Linked DNA regions of Anser cygnoides: region 1 is linked to region 2. The links are chromatin contacts, called in public Hi-C maps. All regions are on one chromosome and are shown on one strand. The core of a region is the stretch at or near the end of the contact, and the rest is flanking DNA. Distances in the headings are between cores, read along the strand shown. Region 1 holds the start of APOB (apolipoprotein B). Region 2 has its middle 120 kb from the start of TRNAS-AGA.

What was found. A called contact is a pair of places that touch in the nucleus more often than the background predicts.
Region 1: a Hi-C map of liver shows a contact between it and region 2, with 4 times the contacts expected there. The contact joins the promoter of APOB here to the enhancer-like site in region 2.

What each region holds. Positions count from the first base shown.
Region 1 is chr3:113,447,704-113,453,456 of Taihu_goose_T2T_genome, forward strand. APOB (apolipoprotein B) reads right to left here and starts at 2,702. Exons shown (of 29, transcript XM_013194833.3): 1 at 2,551-2,702; 2 at 883-921. The coding sequence starts at 2,608.
Region 2 is chr3:112,968,680-112,974,252 of Taihu_goose_T2T_genome, forward strand. No RefSeq gene overlaps it. Among named protein-coding and RNA genes, the nearest start is that of TRNAS-AGA, 120 kb to the right of the region's middle. Within about 2 kb of position 3,317, at least 2 of the 3 cell types and tissues checked have open chromatin away from gene starts, as enhancers often do. A contact at or near this core is called in liver, where this site is marked.

The sequences.
Region 1 (5,753 bases), core at 1,452-3,951, 480 kb after region 2:
TTGCTTCATTTTCTGCTTTTGCACAGGAATAGATGGAAAAGGAATACGGAAATGATAAGATTAGAAATGCAAATACCAATGAATTTATTATATCAAAAATACACAAGAAATTGGCAGTGAAGCCCAGAAAAGAATTTGAATTTCTTTCAGGCAGCTGAAATAGCCTCAGTTGCCTGGCGGTGGTGCTAAAGTATCCAACAACTGAAAAAAAAAGCCTGAAGACCAAAAGGGACAACAGACAAAACAACTTATTTGGTACTTTGACCCTGTGGTGGAACATTATGTGTCTAACCAAGCAGTCAGGGCCAGTCAGAGTTCATTATAGAGATAGGGCATAAAGTCAGCATTTCCTGAGTCTTGACTTGTTTTAAGGAATTGCTGTCCTTGCTGACAGAGTTGATGATTTATTCTGCAGTTATTTAGTTAGAGATCCAAGTGCAATTCTGTGGGTTTAGCAGCCACTGTGAAGAGTACATCAGAAGTGAGATTCAGCTCATGGTAAAGTGTAATGTGCATAACGTCACTAGTAAAGCTTCACATCTGATAAACAGGGATTTCCAGATTAAGGAATTTACACCTGAGAATTAAGAAATTAACAAAACAATGAAAAAAAAAGCTTCTTAAAGGGAGCTTTTTAAAAAGTTTAGAAACACTATCTCATCTCTTCTGATTTTACTAAAACTTTTGATATTCTTATGGTTAAGCCTTATGGATAATTAAATACTTGAAATAAATGACAGTTAAGACTTCAGAATATTGCCATCACTTTTGTTACACTTATTTCTGAGGCAGAAATGTGTGGAATAGGAAAAAGCTTTGAATATTGTATTTAGTTAATATAGCAACATGAGACAACAAAAGCAGATGCAAGAAATCAGTTACTTGAACATCCGGGATTTCCATTTTCAGGTGTTTCTTCTTCTGTAAAGAATAAAAACAAGAATTAAAAGTTGCACAGGCGGTTTATAGTCATAAAGCAAGGACTATGTATATATAAAAGGAAATACTACATTTTCACTGTAAGACCTGTCTAATTAATACCAACTTTTGATGTTTTCACTGAATTAAATTACTTTGTTTTACAAGGAGATGGATCAGCTTCTAGGTTGGCAAGTATTTTTAATGGTTCTGTATTACATGAAGAAGTTTAAACAATAGGCATAAAATTCAGAGGTAGACAGATGAAATACACCTTGTAACATAGTTTGCTTGCTTTAAATGTTTTGTCTGTTTGGAACACAGAAATACTGCATAATGAATGAATGGCTTTATTTCACATTTTGTACATTTGAAAAACGACAACTTTGATAAGTAATACTACAATTCTCTGCTATTAAACCTTTTTTTTCCAAGAATCTTTTTTTTGGTAGACAATGTAGGGCAATAAATAGGATTGAATTATATCGGTCAAGGTAAATATACTTGTTGATTATTTTGTTTAAACAATCAATATGCTTTCTCTGGCAACCAGTGTGAATATTCAGAGTTCACACTTTGGAGAAAAAGAACATGAATTGAAAACCTATTTAATTTAAGAATTGTTTGCTCCATTATGTCTTAGACACATCCCATTTGACTATTGTATATACAATAAAATACATCCTAGTAAGTTTGCTGCACTCATGTGGTGCTATGTCATTCCTTGGACATCACACATAAATGCCAACACTTTTCAGAATATTTCCTGCAGACTTTCCAGGATTCCATAATGGGAATTCCAAGGCTGACCACTCTATTGTAATATAGTAGCAACAGTAATAACACTAATATTAAGCATTAGAAAAAAGTGCATTGTTCAAAATTTTGTAACATCAGTCAGGAACAGAATGGTAGTCCTGCAAAGGTGTATTTATGCTGAATTGGATCTGCGTATAAATCCTGACAGTGGTTCAGAACTGCATAATTGGCCCCAGACTCATTTCCCTCCTTGAGGTTCCTGCAGTCATAACACTACAGTGTCATATTTTGAAAAGCCACTTCTTGGGAAGCAAAGAGAGAGCTCACAATACACTGCACCATATTGATCCAGAGTGTCTTTTCTGATTTTAGAAAGAAACCTCTGCTGGTCTACTGCTTTTATTACTACTACTGATGGCTGTGTCTCCTTAACACAAAATTGTGTTTCAAACCTAAGTGCTACCTGCCAAATACATTTTGCTTTATTGCTTCCATTTTTTTTTTCACGCACCCCAAACATGGTTCAGCAAAACCTGGGATAAGCCTGAACTGTAAGCTGCAGTAGTTCCATGGATGTGAACAAGGACCGCATTACAGAAAAACAATCAGGCCCAAATAAACTACTTGAATTCCTTATAAGTTGTAAAATACATTAAATCTGATCAAAAGGCACCAGAAAACATTTGTGTTTTTTCCTATGTTGGGATCCTCCTATAGTTGCCCAGTCCTCCAAACGGAAGAGATGGCCTCTTTAATCACACTTACCCTCTCTAATTCTATAAACCACTGTCTTGCTGATTTTTGCATTATCGTTGTTTTAACGAGTTCATAAATAAAGCAGCGAAAAGCGCTGCCATAAAAGGCGGTACTTACGTGTGAGAACACCACTGCTGAGCAGCAGCAAGAGCAGCAAGAGCTGCACAGGGCCCATGGCGAGCCCCGAACCCTCTTGCTGCTCTCTCTTTTCCTCTGCTTTTCTTTCCCTCCCCTCTTCACCTCTTCCCTACTGCCTCAGAGGGAGAGTGAGCCTTCTGACTTGGACCTTCACTTATATAGTCTGTAGCAAGCAGCTGAGGCAAACGGTTTAGAAAGCTCGGAGCAAATTGCCAAAGGTCCAAAGGTGAGAGATCTAGATCCTCACTGCGCTCCAAACACTGCACTGCTTTGGTTGCTGGGAGTCCCCAAAGGCAGAAGACTGAGCATATACTAGATATATGTTACTCTTCCACTGTTTTTTTTTTTTTCTTTAACAGAGTTTTGAAAACAAAAGCCCGCAGCTACAGCATCTCCCAATGTATTCAAATATATTTCCCGCATTTACATAGGAAAGCTTACAATGCATAAATTATAGCTGGAAGAAATGATCACTGCAGCATGCTTTCACCATAGATGTTGAAAGGCTTGAAGGTATGAGTATTTGAGAAGATGAGAGTATTGTGCAATTTAGACATCTTCCTTTTACAGGCAGAAGAATGAAAGGTTAAGGATTTTTACTTTGTTCTGCTAGAATTTGTCATATGCCTTTCTAAAAATAAAAAATAAAAATTAAATTTACTTGTAATATTCTGGCAAATCAGGTCATATTCATGTTGAAAGTGAGCTCTGTACAATTTCTTTGTCTCCTTAATTTAAATTCCATTTCATTTGCTAATTGTAGCAGAACTATGAAAATCAGACAACAAATACATCTGAATGAAGAAGAAAAGCCTACAAATATAAACTAAATTCAAATACAAACAAATAAAAAGCTGTTTATGAATATGTACATTGGTAAGAAGACTGGTTTTATGCCATGAGAAATCCCAGTAGTTTGAATGCTCTCTCTACTCATATCTATTGAAACTAATATAGGTGAGGGGGTTGCAATTAGTTGATCTTTAAGGTACCTTCCAACCCAAACCATTCTGTGATTCTAATTTCATTAAAAAAAAAAAAAAAAAAACTAAATATGGAAATAGTTGAGAACATTTTGTTCAGTAAATTTAATTTTCATATATCTGATCAAAATGAAATGTTTTGACTTTCCCAAATCAAAATATTTCCTCCTAGCTTGTTGAATCAAAAATTAAATTTTGGCTTAGCTAACTGGTAATTCCTTTTCCCTTGAAATGTTACTATGCATCATAGCAGTTATCTTTAAAGTCTCTTATTTCTCTGTATCTTTTCGCTCTTGGACTTCACGGTTAAGTTACCTTACCATTCCAGCATACACTACAACCACGTATCTCCTAGCATCAGTTCAACCAAACAGTAAGCATGGGGCATACTTTTCAATAAAGGAGATATCTTATAATTAGGATTCTGTCTGATCGTATTAATTGGAACATGCCATTTCTGAGAGATTTCTTGCAGAAATCTTCTTTGCTGAACTCATCAGTATTGGAAACATCATGAAAAGAAAGCATTTCTCAGGCTTTTCCATTTCTATTTCTGTCCTTGGTTCACACCAATCAGATACAATACAACAACCAACAGATTATTATTTTTACTTCCAAAAAGCAACATAGCTTTTTGTTTACTTTTGTGTCCACAGCTGCCTCAGTATGTTTGTAATACAAGTGATTTTACTTTGTAACATGATTCTACCAAAGAGACTGTAAAATAATATCGTATTTTTGTTCCTAGCATGTGATCCCTTTCTGCATTCAAATATCAAGAAATTTTCACTATTATTTAAAATCTGTTTATTTGTTCACTTTAGCACTGCAGATTAACAGAGCTTTGGATTGGCCAGTGTTCAGGATTCAGAGATTTGTTAGCTACTTCTATATTTTGCCTTTGTCTCCTCGCTGCCTTCAGGTGTTTCTCTGGGCCCAAGCAGAGGCAGGCTGATCGAATTAACATGACATTGCATGGACGTAAATAGATTACAGAAGTCATGACTCAGCCCATAAGCATGATAAGCATGTAGGTAACGTGGGTACACCATTCCTCCGGGACAAGTTTATATTGCTGTATTACCTAGTCAAGGGACAGCAGGTGTTTCTCATTGCTGGTACCACAAAATGTCACACACTACTTTTATCTGTTCCGTCACCAAGGAATCACGATTGGAAGATTCAATATACACACAGAGCTAGACAACATAAAGTTCTTATTTAACCATTTCTGTGAACCAGTGAGCTTTGACCTCAGAACAATTTATCTTCTGGATCAAACTGTTTCAAATGGTATTATCTCATTTTATTTTGCATGTTTCTCAATTACTTTTAGCCAAGTCACACTCTCTCCACTGAATTTCACTCTTGCAAACGAAACAAAGGCTTTGGAGATGGAAACGTTCTGAAGTCTGGTGATGGTATTGCAGCTCTGACGCCTTTGCATCTTTTGCATTCCATTTGACAAAGAGAGGCAGAGGGTATCAGTGCGGATTTGAAAGGATGACAGAAAATTGAACTTTACTCCCCAGTGTTCTACACTGGGAGTAGCTCCAAACTTTGGTTTATGTTGTATACCTCTAATCTATACAGATTTGGTCCTGATCTAAAAACCAATTACCTCAATTGTATTTCTCCATCCGTCTTTGGACCAAGCTGTCTGCAGTGAGTGCTGTGTTCACTGGTTCTTTTCTCTTAAGGATTTTTTTTTTTGGCTGTGTTACATAGAAAGAGGGAGTTTCAGCATTGGGGCTCACCATGGTAAACTCCAGGCATTGCTGAAGCACAATGTAATACCAGAGACCAGTAACTCTGTTCACCTCTCCTTTCAAAAAGATTAAATACTAATATTAAAAATTATTAAAAAATAACAAATTATATTTAGAAAGGAACTGTTTTTGCACATTTCAGGTTTTTTGCCTTAGGAGAGCCTAGTATTCCTTAAAAATTCCTAAAAATTCCTTAAATGAGGTAAAAAAGTCATCAACGTATGCTAATTAACCATTAATTTAATGAAGTTCTATGGTTTGTTTAGGAAAATGTACAGCATTTATTAATGCTTATGAAATAAGAAAAAAAAATCAAATCACTATATATACTTAATCAATGGCCATATGAATTGTAGGAAGTATGATAATGCTTATTATATGCTGAAATAATTTCATTCAGACATAATATGTGCATGGTTATAATGGATAT
Region 2 (5,573 bases), core at 2,067-4,566:
TGAGAACAATCCAATTCCTAAGAACAAATCCAATTCCTAATTTTGTTTCCATGCTACAAAGACACAAATGGCTTCCTTGTATAAAACAGAAACGCACAGAGAGACACTCCTTGAAGTGATATTTATTCTCCAGGCTGGCAGCACTTCACCCCTTGGAGCAATCTTCTAAGACAGAGGTTGCCCAACTTGCTGAAGAACTAATTCTGTTTCTGATGATTGATGGGAGCTGCGACTTCATGACCTCAACTCATGCTCTGAAGATAGTGAGTTTGGACCAGAAAGCAGGCGTGGCACACCCAAAAGCAAAACAGTGGGAAAGGATTTGTTCTGGTTTTGTGCACAGTGCTCGGGGATCAGCTGCTCCATGCACCACAGAGCATGTGGGATGTTGCTGCCCCTTCTGGAGCATCCCTGAGCTGCTCAGCTGGGAGGAGGGAGGCTGAGATGACATCTCCCATCCCCTTTCTGAGCTGCTCATTGCTTTCACTTGCTTTCACTGTAAAAGTGACCAAACTGATCGTGTGCACCAGCAATTAGCAAGTGCTCATGCACTTTCTACAAAACCAGAAAGAAGAAAGACAGAGCAGCAATAACAGAGGGACAGCTTTGTGCACACTGAGCTGACAAGGACACAGAGGACACGTACAGAGGATTCAATGTTTTCATTTTTTTTTTCTTTTTTTAATTTCATCTGACATTTAGCAATCGTAACTTTTCATTTGAGTAATGAATGGGTTTGTCCTTTTCAGCCAAAGTGCTGTGGACATCTTATTCCCTTTATGGTGTGTTTTGCTGAATTCCAGATGTTGCTGTTTATTCAAGACAAAGTTCATCCAGAGAAGGGTCAAGAAAGAAAAAGATTTGCTGAAAGGAAAGAAAAAAAAAAAAAGGAAGATTTTGAGAACAGCTAGTTTGTCTAGATATTACTGTTCTATGGAGCCTTGCACGAGCCGAGTTATGGCAATGAAGTGAACCAGTCTGGGAGAGTGGAAATAACTGTCGGTGCCTGCTTCCCCCATTAACCTTTTTTTTAATGTGAACTTGTAAAGTAATATGTGGTCTGGGAGATGGGGAATGGGTTGGTACGTACCGAGATAGATGCCTCCACAGGAGAAATTAGCATCTTTTCTCATGTGACGGTGAAAGAAATAGCTCTTTGCTCATCTCAGCCTAGTCCTAGCTTAAGTGCAGCTCTCTACAGGCTGAGATGGAGCAGCCAGGGGAAGTACATGATTAAAGATGCTGCTTATTTGGGTTATGCCCTAATTGTTTCTGTCTCGGACTGGGTCCCCAGTGTGCCAGGTGCTGTATGAAGCCAAATCCAATCCACACTAGCACATTTATAGGCTAAACCAAAGCACCACAGGCATTGCTCAGAGAGGAGAAGAAGACGAAACATCCTTCAGTTGCTTTCCTTGAGAACTGCAAAAGCAGCATTTGGGTTTTGACTGGTTTTCAGTCTTGGGAATGCAGGAAGAGGCCAGTCAGACCATCGGGGCTGCTTAGCCTTCTCCCCAAAGCAGGAGGAGCAGGGAAGGGAGCTGAGCTGGATTTAGTCCCTGGGTATAACTAAACTGAGCCTATGGATTTGCCTTCAATTTTGGCAGTTCTTCTCCACACTGGAAAGGAGAATAAGCAGAAAACAAGCAAGAGGATCATTTTAGTTGCAGGTAACACATGCACAAGTGTGGTTTGCTACCTGCTGTTGCTAACAGAAGACTGCTGAGATATTTAGCAGCCTATCTAAATCAGCAGCACTCCTGAGAAGTGCATGTTCAGGTGCTAATTCAGCCTTTCATCCCTGTCAGATGGGATGCAACTGCCCCTGATGGGCTGGGTTCATAGAGTGGGTATGTCCTGCCTGCCCATCCACCACCAGCTGCTGTGATAAGGGACTGAGACGGACTGAGAGGGAGTCTTCTCTGTGACCAAGGGGCACAATGGAGATGTTTCTTCTAGCCCCAGAGAGCTGGGAGTTTCCTCCTCAGGAAGCCAGGGGGCTGAAATATCCTCAGTTCTGAGGTGTTGGGAAAGGAGGTCCGTGGCATCATATCTGTAGACACCTTATGCTGGGTCGGAGATTAGCAGCAACACAAAATTAGTACAAAGCACAATAAGTAGGTATCTATACCCTGGCCAAATTTCATATTTGGCCAATTCCTGAGCAACCTTTCCCTCCGGTAACCTTTGGAGCACGCTGGGAGCTTGGCAGGCGGGTTGGCTCCTGCTCCTGAGCTTGCTCTGTGTGGACACAAGGGACTGATGATGGAGATATGTTCAGGGCCTGCCTGTGCCACTAGTCACAGCTCTCCCACCTCCTTTATCCCCATGAAGGACATCCCAGGAGGAAGAGGAGGACGTGGCAGTGCTAGGCGTGATCGCCTCCCAGAGCAGCAGAGCTGAAGGGCAAACAGGAGACTAAAACATGAAGTGCGTGTGCTCAGCAGGGCTTTTTTAAGCACCTTTGCCTCTGCTCATGAAGAGGTTTAATTTTATTTTTTTCTCTCCCGGGAGCATTTTCTCCTTCCTCAGAAGGAGTAGAGACAGTAATGGGTGGTTGTCCTTATGAACCCTGCTGCAGAACTGGCTGCCTCGGCCAAGAGACTGACTTGACAGCTCCCCAGGGCTTCTGTTTCCCTCAGGTTTGGTACCTCCTTAATTAAAACCTCACCAGATATCAAATTGATTTTTTGCTTCAGTTTGGTTTGGCTCCCTTTGGGAAGGGGGAAAGGGAATCAACCTCTCCTCCACTTGCTAGCAGGAATATTTGCCTATGGACACAGCCTAATCTGACTTTTGAGCAAACAGATCAATATTTGCTTTTCACCACATTGAAACTTGCTGTTAGCATTCCTGGTACAGAAATTAATAAATACTGATGCTAGAGGCCATCATGTCGGCTGGTATATGGAGGTATATTCTACTTCAGTTCAGCAGAGTCAATTTATACCAGCAGAGAATTTGTCCTCTTTATATTTTTTTTCATACCTGTACAAAATTTTGTTTCCAAATTGAAGTTACAGTCAAGACAGAATAGACATGATGAATGGGAAATTAACTGCACAAATCAAGCAATCAGCACTGGCACCTGGAGGGGTGGAGGTTGTTAAATTCATCTCAGGGAGAGGAGAGCTGGTGCAGGTTGGGTTGCTGCTCCCCTTCCTGAACCTACATATCTTGAGTTATCAAATCACAAGATAATTCATATTTCCTTAAATATTTTCCTCCTTGCTAGGAGCATAATGCATCACTCCTTTTGTGTTTGTCATGAGGAAATACACAGCATTACACAGCCTACAGTCTGCATAGACAAGGTAAGTAGAATGTAGGAGATGGTAATGTTACTGTTACAGCTATTTATGGGCCGGGAAATCACCCAGCAGGACATTAAGAGATATGCCTGTGGCTATACAGGCAGTCTGTGGCAGACGGAGCAGTTACAGACTGATCTTCTCAGACCTCCCATGGCATCCTCATTGTACAATCATCTCCTCCAAGAACACCCTTATCTCATCAGAAGAAATCAAATTTGAGGTATGCCAACTTGCCCCGTAACAGGCCTTTTCCAAAACAGGAACATATTTTGCATGTGGATACAATTTTATTTGAAATTTAGTAGAAGGGACGCAATAAATCTACCACAAGTAACAGCCTTGACTTTGGCTTGCCAGGCACGCAGGAGCCAGCAGAGCTGGACCAAGCTCCATCCCCAGTGACACCTGAGGAGGAGAAATAGGGTGAAATGTCCCTCCTGTGCCACCAAGCCAAGAGAGTGAGCACAAACCGTCTCCCCACTCAGGACTCACCATGCTGCCACGGCAGGGTGATGAAAGGGGGATGAACATCTCCCAGCTAAAAGCACAAATTTAGTTATTTGTCATGGCGTAGAGCTCCTGGGCAGGTCATAGCACTGCCACAACTTGTGGCTGTCCCACAGCGTGTTTGCTGTGTGCAGACAGTCTGAGATGGAAGGAGAGCGCAGTCCATGCTTTCCATGTGTAATGTTAGCAGGCTGATCTCACCACCCCACTCCTGGTGGCATAGCTGGCTTCATGCAGGGGCATGAGGGACGTTGTTTTAGTCACAAACAGAGCACCCAGGAGCTGGCACCTGTCCCCTGCACAGTGGCACGATTTGAGAAGCCATTTGAGTTCTCATCCGGAAAACAAACAAGTTATCTGGTGGTTAATGAGAAAAGATAACCACAGATTACGAGGCTGTTTGAGATCTACGTACGTGTACTGTTTTGACGGCAGTAACTACAAACAGATCATTTCTGTTGACCTGCGCCCTGCAATCTGTCTGAAAGCAGTTCCCAGCGTTTATCAGAGAAACTGACGGTGGAAACATCGCTTGCGTGGAAAATATTGTCTTGGTCATCTCTTGCCCAATGGTTTATTTCCTACTTCTGGTTATCCAAGCTAATACTCGTACCTCCTTGGCACTACCTGAGCGTGAGTCCCCGCTGAGATGCCAGTGACTGTTTGGATGGGTCCTCACTGGTGACTCAGAGCCAAAATGTCTGCGATGGGCTGACAAAAGGGGGATGACACTCAGGAAACACAAACCACGTGGATCAGCCTATTCCACAATACTTCAAACAGTGGTGGAGGAGGAAAGTGGAAAAGGGAGGTACAGGATGGAAAGAGGCAGTGGGAGAAAAAGCAGGGCATGGATCAGAGCAAAGAGCCAGGACACAGAAAAATGTCCCACCTGTGTGGTAGCAACAGCATTGCTGCACCTATGATGGGATTGTGCTGAATTAATCTAAGAGATTCTAGACTTGACAAACCTGGCTGGAAAAGGGGAACAGCAGTCATCCTGTAAGCAGCTCTTTCTATGCACAGTCATCTTGATATACAGTTCTCCAGGGCTGAGGGCCAGCAGACTCCAAGAAGCTTCTCCCTGGGGCCAGAGCCTTTGCTAGACCTACGTCAGTGTCTCTCCAGCCATCACCCTGCTCAGTTAGCACTTAGCACCTGAAAAAAACTGCCTTGTGGAATTCTTATTGCTGAGCATCCTCTGGCCTGGATCAGTGCCTGCTTCTTGCAGATGTATTTGTCCCTTGGTCTTCCCCCATCGCTGTCACTGCCAGGGCCGTAGCTGGGCTTTCATTGTTGCTGCTATAAGATTGATTAGGGTCACAGAGGACACAGAGTCAGAGCTAAACCAAGCTGTTTCCTCCACCTTCGTACTGAGACTGTTTTCCATCTGTATGCTATTGTGTTAGAAATTTGCTTTCATGGAAAATATTCACAGTACAGGAGCAAATAAGACCTCTTGCCTGGCTGTGTCCTGCTGCAAGGCTGCTGGTCAGACACGCTGCCCCTGGGACACGGTGGCCAACTGTGTGGCAATATGAATCTGCATTCCTCATTTCCAAAGCACTCTTCTTAACCCCAGGTCTGTAGGTCATTCTGAATAGAGTCCTTCTCCATCTCTTCTCTAGAAGCATTACTCTTTGCTCTGACATAACTCAGGTGTCCGTAGCGCCTCCCAAGTTCTCGGGTGAGCTGGTGGACATCTATCCACAAGCCCCCGCTCCTCCCTCCAGCCAGGTGTGTGTTAAACTC